Regions from separate parts of the Mus musculus genome. Here all the other regions are linked to region 2. A link is a contact called in public ChIA-PET, HiChIP or PLAC-seq and promoter capture Hi-C data. All regions are on one chromosome and are shown on one strand. The core of a region is the stretch at or near the end of the contact, and the rest is flanking DNA. Distances in the headings are between cores, read along the strand shown. Region 1 overlaps Gm30298 (a long non-coding RNA gene). Region 2 holds the start of Gpr132 (G protein-coupled receptor 132). Region 3 holds the start of Tex22 (testis expressed gene 22). Region 4 overlaps Pacs2 (phosphofurin acidic cluster sorting protein 2).

Region 1 (2,700 bases), core at 29-2,528, 170 kb after region 2:
TGGTAAGCCAATTCATTTTAGAGGAGTTACTTATAGGAACATGGGTAAATTAAAGGCAGCTGAATAATCAAGACAGCCCAGCAAAGCATGGGTGACCACTCCAACACCTTCATCCCAGGAGCTTCCTGCCCAACCTGCACACGACTCCATCAAGAGTCCTCTTTCCCCAGAAATTACTCATAGTTTACATAACCAGGAGGAGGAGGCCTTTTGAGTCTTACAATTTTATGAGTCTTGTATGTTTCATTAGCTTAGGAGTCTCCTTCCTCCCTGTGTGTGTGTGTGTGTGTGTGTGTGTGTGTGTGTGTGTGTGTGTGTGTGTGGTGGGGTGTTTCAGTTTGGAGAAAATAGCTACACACCATGCTGGTGCAGCTGGACTGTTGAGGTCCCATCAGATACACCAGCCTCAAACCAATGCACTGATTCAAAACGCTATGTGAAACCCGTTATACACCTACTCACTCACACACCTACGTGTGCCTCCATGCACCCACAGCTCGTCAGTACACCTATCCACCCACCCACCTACACGCTGAACCTTTATTCATATCCTATAGTTAACCGACTGAAGGCAAATGTGCGGGCGACATGGTTAAATTTACTGTTTGGAAAGAACTGGAGAAAGAAGAGGCATAGGGACTCTGGATGCAGCTGTGGGTATAGAGCTGAAGGAACTGATTGCAGAGATGTGAGGGAGGTGTTGACTGTCAGACATGGTATCTGGGGATGTGATGCTTTTCAGGATCTCTCAGTCCACGACTAGCTGTCACGGAGCTCAAAAGCCGCATAGCTTTTCTCCTAGACCTCATGTGATTTTGCCTCTGGGGATAGGGTCAGAATTCTTTTCCACAGCAATCTTTTTACTGTGGAGAAGCCACATGCTTCTGAACTTCCTGTCAGCTGTCTGCAACATCATGGTGAGGACCTGGTAAGTCTACAGCAGCTCCTCTGTCTTAGGTTCTGCTGTCACAATGGTGGTCTCAGCATCCCATCGACAGGGAAGCAACCATTAATTCTATGGATCGCCTTCCTCCCTCCCTCATTTCCACAGCTACGCACAATGAGGTGTCAGGCCCTCCTAACAGCTCTGCAGACACAAAGCTGAACACATCCCACGAGGACCCCGCCCTCGCGGACGCTCCAAGGCACGAGTGACTAAAGGAGGCACGGGTCGAGCAGGAACCAGCTTCTCCAAGGCTCGCGCTTCCACCCGGCGTTCCTGGCGGCCACACTGCCCGGAGGCCGCGTGACGCCAGAACGCGGGGCGTGAGGAGTGCGCCTGCGCGAAGGGGCTGCGCGTGCGCAGCGAGTGTGCAGAAGGCCGGGAGTGTTCAGGGTCGTGAGGTGGAACTCTACCGCTGTCGCCACGGTGTCCTGGCGAGTGCTGCGCCGGCTCTGTCCGGCGGAAGTTGCCGGTCGGTGCGAACGAGCGTCCTTTGGTCACAACTGGCTCTGGTGTCAGCCGAGGCTGCTCCCTTGATCCATCCAGGAGAGACAAGGACCCACGTCTGAGTGCCGAAGGGCAGAGGCATAGGGCTGCGCTTCGCGGGTGATTGTTCCCCTATAAGGGCCCTGCCTCCCCTGGCTCCCGGGCCCCAGACTCCTAAAGCTCCTCTGGTCCCAAGCTCCCTAGATCCCCAAGTCCTAACTACTTTTCTAGACCCCAGTTTCTCAGACCCTAAAACTCTAAGATCGCTGGCTGCCTAGAATCTTAAGTCTTCAGAGTATCTGGCCTCCAGCTTCCCAGACTCTCAGTCCTTAAGGTCCCCCAAACCCCCAGCTTCTCAATATCCCAAGCCATAAGGACTCAGGCCTGCAGCTTCCAAGCCTTAAGACAGTCGAGAGGACAGTTCCTTCGAGAGAATAAGACAGTGCAAAGGTGAAGGCTCCCTGCCCCCCTTGGATCTTTGAGAGGTCCATTTCGGAGTACCCCTAGAGGAAGGGTAGAACTTGTCGCAAGGGAAGAATGGGTGTCCCTAAGAAGAGTCAGAGCAGGCCCCCAGAGAGCCAGGTCTGAGGCCCAGGGATGCCTATGAGAGAGGAGACTGAATAGAGTGAAGTACCAGGAGTAGCTGCTGGTTGGTGGGAAGAAACCAAGGAGCCTGAGAAGAGTACAGGGAGTGAGGGAGGTTCTGCTTCACTGGGTGACAGGGTGCTGGTTCTGGAGTGGGTCTGCTGGAGCTTGGGAGAAGCCATCTTGAAGTGGAGCAGAGCCCAGAGTAGCTTTACTCCATGTTCCAGACACGGATACCTGAGGCCACCTGGAGAATGGGTTGGAAGCAGCCAAGAGAACCCAAAGCAAAACGGAATGAGTACAGCCAGCCCTGCTTGTGGTGAGCGTGGGGCAGGGAATCTGTTACAGCCACTCATCCACTCATCATGTCCAGCCTGGCCACAGGAGGGTGCAGAACCAGGAGAGGACCCAACACTGCCACAGAGATTTGCACACAAGGGTTGTTAGATGATGTGTGCATTCTAACACGTGACATTGCTCATCCCAATGGTCATAGCTAGGGCTGTACCTTGACCACCTACCATCTCACACCAAAGGATTAGAGTACCTAGGAAGCCCTTTAAAAACCCAAAGGACTAAGAAGTTCTTTAAAAACTCAGTAAGAAAGTTGGTTGTAAGAGCTGAACCAAGTTGATCCAGACAAAATACAAATGATCCGTGAACCTAGAAAAAAGATGCTCACATAC
Region 2 (2,700 bases), core at 178-2,677:
CTTGTGCCAGAGCCATCAAACCCCTTTGCCCTCCAAGGTCAGGTACGAGTGGCATCGTGGTCAGAGCCCAGGGAGGACTTACTGTGCACTAGATTCCTTGAAGGCGACGGCCCACGAACAGCTGCTTTCAGAAAGTTAAGATGGACTATCTTCAGGCCCGCATGCCAGCTGTCTGCCCCACACCCCTGAGGGCCAGCTTTCTAGGGACTGTACTGCCACCCACACAAATATGTAAATGTCTGTTAGGGGTTGGGTGAGAAAGAAAGGCCTCCAGCCTCACAGCCTTGAAGCCTGGCATGACTCTCAGAGAGCATGTCTGTCTTTGGACTTAGGCAGGGAGCTGCTATCTGGGTCATGACCTTTCAAACTGCTCTGTAAAGCTGGGCTTCGTCGGCTAGCGCTTCTGAAAGTGTTAGCTGAACACAGGCTACCAAGGCCAGCTTTGCCTTCAGTTTTGAGGACTCTGGGAGCTGTCAGGGATGGGGCCAACACCCCCAAGCCTAGAGCCAGCCTTTGGGCTGAGTGTGGTTAAGTTAGTGGTGGGTACCAGCAGTGGCCACCTGCCTTTTTCCAGAGAAAACAGGTTACATTTGGGTGTAAGATGTATGAGCCCAGGGCCACTAGAAGCTGCTGTGCCCATCATCCTGAGCAGCCCTCAGCGGTGGGGCTGCCACAGTAATGCCAAGTACTTACTGTATGTGGCACAGTACTTACTGTATGTGGCACAGTACTTACTGTACTGTGGCACAGTACTTACTGTACTGTGGCACAGTACTTACTGTATGTGGCACAGTACTTACTGTATGTGGCACAGTACTTACTGTATGTGGCACAGTACTTACTGTATGTGGCACAGTACTTACTGTATGTGGCACAGTACTTACTGTATGTGGCACAGTACTTACTGTATGTGGCTCTCACAAGCAAAACCACTTGTAGAGTTCCTGGGTAAAGGCTTTGTTCCGAAATGAAGGATGGTTTCTCAGACAGAGCTGGGGTGGAGGTGTGCCCCCGAGGGCTCTGCCTCCAGGAAGAGATCGGCCGGGATGGTTGGGTTCATGGTAGAGCGCTTGCAGAGTACCAGGTGGGTGTTCCAGCACCAGGCCTGGATGTAAAGAGCTGGTGATGTGACCTGTCCTGCCTGACTCGGGATCAGGTGGGGGCCAGTCCTCCCGGAGCTGCCCAGAAGAGCCGTTTGAGCCTCCATCTTTCAGTTCTCGGTACCTGAGAAGAGCCATCATCCGAGCAAGGTCAGACAGGTCTGGAGCTGTTTTTCTGTCATCCCAACCCATTGTCATCACAGTGATGTAAGCCTGACGCTAGCCTGCGTTGTGGTTAGGGGAGTTCCTTGGAGTGAGCGTGCTCAGATACCCCCTCCCACTACTTCCTGAAACCTCCCAGCTGGGCCTGCAGAGGGGTGCTCAGCCCTGCCTCAGGACGGGCCTGCCCTGTGCTGCCTCAGGACTGGCTTGGGTAAGTCAGTGGATCCTAGATCTGGGGAGTGGGTCTGGGGGGGCCATGCTCTCCATAGTGGTTCTGAAAGAAATGTGATTTTGATGGCATAACAGTGTGGCTTGGCCCCAAGTGTTTAGCCAAGGCTTGTCCCCAAGAAGGGACTCAGGGGCACCATGCCCACCTATGTAAGGGCACAGGGACAATAGCATATATCAGACTGCTCTTCCCCAACCTACCTGGATGCTTCTGGAAGATCTTTACCCCAACTGTAGATACAGACGCTAGTAGAAGGACTGGACTTCCTCTGACAGGGAGCTGAGGACCACAGAGGCATCCTGGTCAGTATGGTTGGTGGGACTAGGGGTTCCTCTTCCTAGGAGTTACCTAGGGTTAGAGGCAGGCTCTGAGGAGGGATGAACAGTGGGGCTCCACTGGGATAGGCTGTGTGGTCGTGAGGCTAGATCCTGGGGCTGGCCACTAACCGACTCTGAGGCAGGCATTTGGAGTGCCTGTCAGAGGAGATCTTGTAACTTCTACTAGATTTGTGAGGACAGACTCATGGACTGCTCAGCATGGCCACCGAGGACTGTGAGCAGCTGTTATGGTCTTACCAATGAGGGCACGTGGCACAATGTCTTAGGGGGCTAACCACGCAGAGGGGTGAGAACGGAGACACCCCGAGGGAAGGTGGGAAGGAAGAGTAGCTGGTGCAAGCACTCAGCTTAGAGATCAGTCAAACTGAAATGTGCGTTATTGAGAAGTGTGGTGTGGGGGATGGGCCCCCAGATATACAGGATGTATAGTTGACACTAGTAATTTAACGGTTCCTGCCAAATGGCGTTCTGAATTTGAGTCAGTGTTCTGAGTTTGAGGACAGAAATGAGGAGGAAGTTTTGTTGTTGTTGTTATTTTTTGCCTTTCACCTCTCTCTCCTCTCCTCTCTCTCTCCTCTGCCCTCTCTCTCCTCTCTCTCCTCTCTTCTCTCTCTCCTCTCTCTTCTCTCTCCTCTCTCTCCTCTCTCCTCTGCCCTCTCTCTCCTCTCTTTCCTCTCTCCTCTCTCTTTCTCCTCTCTCTCCTCTCTTCTCTCTCCTCTCTCTCTCCTCTCCTCTTTCTCTCTCTCTTTCTGTATGTATGTGTGCATGTGTGTGTGTTTCCATGTGTATGGGCACACATGTGTACACACACACACACACACACACACACACACACACACACACACACACACACACACACGTGAATGTGGAG
Region 3 (2,700 bases), core at 74-2,573, 210 kb before region 2:
CTCTCCCAAGAGATGACACGTTAGCATCTTTACCATCTAGAATGCCCTGCCTTATGAAAGCGGAAGGGGCTACTGGTCAGCCCTGCAGGACAGTTGTCACCTTTGGAGGGACCTCAAAGCAGGGGTCAGGGACACTGCACGAGCTGATGTGGGTATGTGTGGCACACTCCTTCTGACCTTAGGCGACCTCTCTCTGCCTGGTGTCCACCAGAGGAAGTCTACCTCCGAGCCTAGCCTGAGTAGTTGGAGAAGCAAGCCCTAAAAACTAAATGTTTCCTCCAGTCCCATTCAGTCCTTTCCTCTTGTCCCAGAGGCCCATTCTCGGTGTCCCTTTCCAACCAGTCCACCTAAAAGCCTGGGTTCTCGGAAGACTCTCCTAACTGCTTACCCAGTCTTGGGTCTGCAAGTCGTCCTGAGGCTTGCTCTTGGTGTCTGGCTGGCTGGAGGCCACGGCAAGCCCCTGTGGGGGTGACTGTTGTCTTTGCTCTTGAGCAAGCTGCCACTGTAGCGTCTTCCTCTGGGGGCGCTGTTGCCTGCTGTCCATCTCTAAGTACAGCAGGTTGCAGTTCCCTCGACTAGGGCTGTGGGGCAAGGTGCAGGAAGGGAACTGAGCAGGGTTCCTGCTGCCACGGCAGATCCCTAAAGCAGATGATGGCAGGCCCTGCTGGGGCCGCCTTCTACCTAGTGACTACTCTTGCCGAGTAGCGGGGTCCCTTGTGACTTTCTCTCCCAGGTCTTGTGGCCATTATCCTCCGCACCAGCATCCCCCCAGGGACAGCAGTAGCCTAGAAATAGATGCTAGCCTAGCCTTCTCTGCTCTCACCGAACCACCTGGTCTGCTTTTCCTCGCAGGGGGCGCTCCTTCTGCGGTCCTGACAAGCTCTTCAGTCCTAGGATCCCACCCTCAATAGGCCTCCTCCTGTCTTGGACAACCCTACCACACAAGGCCCAGGCTCAGCGCCAACCTGAGCTCTCATTTCCCACCCTCTCCGTGGGTATGAACTGTGGAAGTCAGTTAAGGGCAGCAGTGAAGGTATGTGGGAGTTGGGTCACCCGCTCCCACGCGGATGCAGAGCTCGCCCAGAGGGCTCTGGGAAGGGCTCTGTAGGCTCCGGGACAGATGAGGGGGGCTTAATGAGCTCCGGTTGACAATGGATCAGCCGGTGAGCCCAGGCTCAGAAGGGTCTGCACAGGGAGTGGAGGGTCGTGTGGCCTGTGAACGCTCATGTGGGTCCAGGTAAACAGAGCTGGCTGGTGAGGCTGACTTAGGACCTTCAGCACCAGCCTGAGAAAGCTGGATCCAAGGACAGAGCTCTAGGGAAGAGGGACGGAGCTTCCGTCCTACAGACCCCGCCCTCCGCGGCCGCTTCCGCCCCCTCCACGCGTGCGCCCCAGCGTTCAAGCCGCATGGCCCCAACACATTCAGAGAAATCACAGCAGTGGGCGGCCTGAGCGCCGTCAGTTTATTAGTGTCGCTTCAGCACCTTGAAATCGTCCACATGGTCGCATGGGACAGATCAGTATCTGCTCCCAAAAAAAGCTATTTACATGAATCCTGCTTTTTATTAAAAAAACAAAAACAAAACTAGCAACATACACACTCTAGAAATCAGTCACAGCGCGCTGGGCAGTCTGCAGAAGCGAACGGAGTCATCCTCACGCAAGGCTGTCAGCTTCTGCTGGCCCCCTTCCAGGACAGAGCAGTCTCTGAAGGGCACAGGGATTTAGGGAGCAAGTACCCTGGCCCTGGGGAGAAGTGCCAGGACGTTTTTATGCGGAATTCATTTGAGATGGAGGCTAGAGGAAGAAGTGAGGCTTGCAGGATAAGGCTAGGGCAAGCCATTGCTTCAGGGCTGAGCCTCCCGCCTCCCCACGCCTCCCCACCCCCACCTCCCAGCACTGGTACCTTTACAGTGATACTGAGCTGCGTACTCAGAGGGTGGTGGCAGGAACCAACTTGAAGGTAGAGGCAGGGCCCCCAACTGACAGCAATGAGCAATGGCAACTGGTGTTGCTTGACAGGGACCTCTAAGACTGGCAGGCTCTGAGGGTGATGCCTCAGAGCTTCGGATGCAAACACACTCTGCGGTTCGTACCACTGCACTGCCTGTCAGGGGGGCTTTGGTGTCATCCTTCAAAGGGACAAAGTGCTTCTCCATGACTTCTCATTACAGCTCCATGAGGTAGGCAAGGAAAATGGACCATCTCTCTAACCACTGGGGGAGTGAGGCACAGGGAGGAAGGACTGCTGTCTAGGTCTGCACCTAGCACTGCCATGGTGGGGGTTGGGGGGAAGGTGTATGGTGCTCAGGTGCTAGGCTTTCCTGACTCCACCCTGGGCCAGCTGTGGGACAAAGACGCTGCCTACACCTTCCTCTTGTGTGTGTAAAGTCAGACCCCTGGAACCAGTCAAGGAAGGAGCACGTATGTACAGGGGAAGGTTCTGGAAAAGGGCTGCCCTCAGGCAAGAGCTTGAACCCCTGTGGCCTCAAGGCTAGAAATCTAGGTCAAATGTTTCATATGAAGGTTGACTTTTGGGAAAAAACACAAGGGGCAGGTAAACTAGGCTCTTAGGCTCCAAGGATTACAGTGGCCTGACTCAGCACAAGATCTTTTCAGAGAATACCTCACCAGGAGTTCCACTAAGAAGCCCTGGACCCAGGGACCTGGGGACCTATTATCCAGGACAAATAGACCCTG
Region 4 (2,700 bases), core at 179-2,678, 190 kb before region 2:
CTACAGAGCCCTGGCCCACTCACCTCCTCTGACACCTTGAACCTGCGCAGTAGCGCCACCACCTTCTGCTTGAAGTTCTGTTGCTGTAAGACAAGAAGCACAGGAAGCTCATGTAAGGAATGATGATGGGAGGGGCTACATTCCTGGGACAAAGCAAGGAACTGCACTCTGGTCTCTCAGTAATGAGGGACAGGAGGAGACACAGCTCACACACTATGAAAGCATAAACTGGACGCAGCTTTTACATGCAGCCATGTGCACATTTTTAGTGTTGGAAAGCACAGCCTGAGTCCAGACTCAGAAACGCCTGGGGAGCTGACAGTCCACAGCCACTAAGGGCGATTGAGGAAGGGCACAGGGTGGCTCTGCAGCCGCAGAAGCTTCAGCAGCCCCATCCAGGCTCTCTAGCGCCTGCCACAGCTCCACCTCCCAGGGAAGGTCCTGGCCTCATCCTCAGGAGGAAACTGCCACCCTGTGGGAGGCACTCAGGATAGCTCATGGTGGATGAGACCAGGGATCCTGTAAGCTCTGAGCTTAGTCAAGCTGCTCGCACTGTTGGCTGCAGTGCCTCTGCTCCAGCCACTGTCCTCTCAGTATGGCTACCCTTACAGAACTGACCCTAACAGGGAGGACTCTTCCTGCACAACCCCTCAGGCTGGCCCATGAACTCCAGATGTGCTGCCTGTGGTCAGGGGAGACCCAGTTTATATTCAGCTTCTGTACTGTGGCCACTGTCTGTCCACAACCTCCTCATACCTGCCAAAGGCTGACAGTGCTGTCCCTGGTCAGTATCGACAAGGGGCTACCCATGCCAGTCAGTCCTGAAGCCCAGTGCCGGGCTCTAAGGGCTGCAGGTCCATTGGTGGTCACCGGGCAGGATGAGAATGGGCTAAAGTCTACCCCGCATTTCCTCCCATGGGAAAGGCCTAACAGCTGAGTCTCTGTGCTGCAGAGCAGGCTCCACACAGGGTGAGTCTGAGTCCCACACTGACAGGACAACAACACCCAGTGGCCTCTATCTGTAGGCTTGTGGGCTTGAGGCAGCTATCCCAGCCTTATTCCAGATCCCAGGGCTCCATGACCATATAAAGCTGGAGTGGGGGCAGGAGAGAGTGGCAGCCAGAAGACATCCTTGTCTGGCTTATGTCCATTTTGAATAATAACAACTAGGTGCTAGTTAGACAGGATTCTGGACTCTGGGCAAGTGGGAATTCTGAGGCTCTTTCAGGCCATATATGAGGTCCTCAGGAAAGGCTGTCTGTCCTCTTTCCCACAGCCTTCCAGTGAGCCTCCCAGCCTCTGCCCACCCTCCTCACCCTTTCCCAGTGTTAGTAAAACGAGTTTCCACCGACCCTGGTCATGGACGTCGTTCTTACTATCGAGCGCCGCTGCTTCTTGGGTTTTCCCACATCAAAGTCGTCCTCGTCAAGATCCTGTACAGACAGAGGCAGAGAGCCTGAGGCCACCGCGCCCACACAGCAGCCCGCCCCACAGTGCAAGGGAGGCCATCACTGGGCAGTCAGCTACTATTAGTCCCAAACCCTGCAGAGTTGCCTACTAACATGTTGTAGGCCCAGGGAAGAAACAAACAGGTGTGGCACATATAGTCCCCTTCTCATCCTGTGTGGGCTCACTCAGGGAAGGCCCTCAGTCCCCAGCCCTGATCTACAGAGGTGGAAGAGGGAGGTGCCAGGTACCTCCCCATCTCAGGCTCAAACTTTACCTGCCCTTGTACAGCATCGTCACTGGCTTCTTGTTCAGAGGAAAAGCTCTCATACTCCTCCTCAGAGTAGTTATCTGTGGAATGAGCACACAGAAGGGAGAGTACCTCTAGATTCTACCCAACGCCATGGCGATGAGGTGGCAACAGAACCATGGGTGTCCCCTGGGAGCAGAGGGGAGACAGACCCGTGTAGACCAGGGAACATGGAGGCACAGCATTGGTGTCTCAAGGAACACGCCTGCTGACATGTTGGTGGAGTAAGGAACACGTCTGCTGACATGTGCCTGCTGGCATGTTGGTGGAGTAAGAGAGCAGGGGAAACAGAGCGACCCCCACTGTGATGGCAGCAGCAATGACAGGGGCCAAGCACCTTCTCCACACCAGAAACTGGGTGTTCACAACATCGAAGGCCACAGGATAGATCCATGGCACCTACATATCGAGGGTTCAGAGAACTTATAAATGAACTTCAACAGTGCACACGACTCCCTCAAAGCTTCTAGCTAGAGAAAAGCCAAAAGACTCTACCTTCTCCGACCACACTGGGACGGCCTCCCACACATGTGGCAGGAAGTGGCAAGAGCAGAGCGGGGTAGCAGAGGAAGGAAGGCAGTGACTCACCTGTGGACTTGGTCTTGGGGCCAGCCTGCATGGCACTATCCTCATGGTCGATGGGCTGGCTGGACAGGGAGACGATCCAGATCTCGGCCACCTTGACAGAGGCCTCTTTGATGCTGCTGCAGAGGCTCAGAACTTGGCCGCCCTCAGAGGGGTGCTGCATCACCTATGGAACATGGTTCTAGGTATCAGGAGGGCTTCCACCCCAGAGAGCTCCAATATTCAGGAGCAGGGCGCACCTAGTAGAAGGCTGGCAGGAAACCAGAGAAACCCCTGGGCAAAGCAGATTGGCTGAGCAGGGAGGTCAGCGCTGGGATTGGAATTTCTGACTGCAGATAGACGGAGGAGTGATCTATAGA

What was found. ChIA-PET counts read pairs in DNA pulled down with a chosen protein or histone mark. HiChIP or PLAC-seq counts read pairs in DNA pulled down with a chosen protein or histone mark. Capture Hi-C pulls out chosen DNA fragments and counts their contacts.
Region 1: an RNA polymerase II ChIA-PET map of memory CD8 T cells shows a contact between it and region 2, with 260 read pairs. The contact joins the enhancer-like site here to the promoter of Gpr132 in region 2. A contact is called at or near these places in 2 of 39 promoter capture datasets (pre-B cells and stem cell-derived epiblast-like cells), 1 of 15 datasets of contacts at CTCF or cohesin (CD8 T cells), 8 of 115 datasets of contacts at active chromatin or transcription factors (the HL-1 cell line, the SCID.adh cell line, bone marrow-derived macrophages and 5 more) and 1 of 9 other capture datasets (adipose tissue).
Region 3: a promoter capture Hi-C map of liver shows a contact between it and region 2. The contact joins the promoter of Tex22 here to the promoter of Gpr132 in region 2. A contact is called at or near these places in 4 of 39 promoter capture datasets (cranial neural crest, hippocampal neurons, maxillary cranial neural crest and 1 more), 1 of 484 Hi-C or Micro-C datasets (muscle stem cells), 9 of 115 datasets of contacts at active chromatin or transcription factors (CD8 T cells, bone marrow-derived dendritic cells, bone marrow-derived macrophages and 5 more) and 2 of 9 other capture datasets (adipose tissue and liver).
Region 4: a contact with region 2 is called in an H3K27ac HiChIP or PLAC-seq map of double positive thymocytes, with 9 read pairs. The contact joins the enhancer-like site here to the promoter of Gpr132 in region 2. A contact is called at or near these places in 4 of 39 promoter capture datasets (the 3T3-L1 cell line, hippocampal neurons and neural stem cells), 1 of 15 datasets of contacts at CTCF or cohesin (CD8 T cells), 3 of 484 Hi-C or Micro-C datasets (cerebellar granule neurons, olfactory sensory neurons and trophoblast stem cells), 4 of 115 datasets of contacts at active chromatin or transcription factors (CD8 T cells, double positive thymocytes and effector CD8 T cells) and 2 of 9 other capture datasets (adipose tissue and liver).

The regions. Positions count from the first base shown.
Region 1 is chr12:112,692,204-112,694,903 of GRCm38.p6, reverse strand. Gm30298 (a long non-coding RNA gene) reads right to left here. Exons shown (of 7, transcript XR_003950268.1): 1 at 1,060-2,700. Among named protein-coding and RNA genes, the nearest start is that of Gm30298, 3.9 kb to the right of the region's middle. Within about 2 kb of position 1,278, at least 409 of the 459 cell types and tissues checked have an H3K27ac peak or open chromatin away from gene starts, as enhancers often do. A contact at or near this core is called in CD8 T cells, the HL-1 cell line, the SCID.adh cell line and 7 more, where this site is marked.
Region 2 is chr12:112,859,643-112,862,342 of GRCm38.p6, reverse strand. Gpr132 (G protein-coupled receptor 132) reads left to right here and starts at 1,427. Exons shown (of 3, transcript NM_019925.4): 1 at 1,427-1,473. It overlaps Gm30461 (a long non-coding RNA gene), which reads right to left and starts at 2,199. Exons shown (of 3, transcript XR_381993.3): 1 at 1,692-2,199; 2 at 1-1,224.
Region 3 is chr12:113,073,125-113,075,824 of GRCm38.p6, reverse strand. Tex22 (testis expressed gene 22) reads right to left here and starts at 1,323. Exons shown (of 3, transcript NM_001361919.1): 1 at 966-1,323; 2 at 389-581. The coding sequence starts at 544. Pacs2 (phosphofurin acidic cluster sorting protein 2) reads right to left here. Exons shown (of 24, transcript NM_001081170.1): 24 at 1,424-2,700.
Region 4 is chr12:113,049,614-113,052,313 of GRCm38.p6, reverse strand. It overlaps Pacs2 (phosphofurin acidic cluster sorting protein 2), which reads right to left. Exons shown (of 24, transcript NM_001081170.1): 5 at 2,345-2,507; 6 at 1,724-1,797; 7 at 1,353-1,433; 8 at 24-83. Among named protein-coding and RNA genes, the nearest start is that of Tex22, 24 kb to the left of the region's middle. Within about 2 kb of position 1,428, at least 61 of the 459 cell types and tissues checked have an H3K27ac peak or open chromatin away from gene starts, as enhancers often do. A contact at or near this core is called in CD8 T cells, double positive thymocytes and effector CD8 T cells, where this site is marked.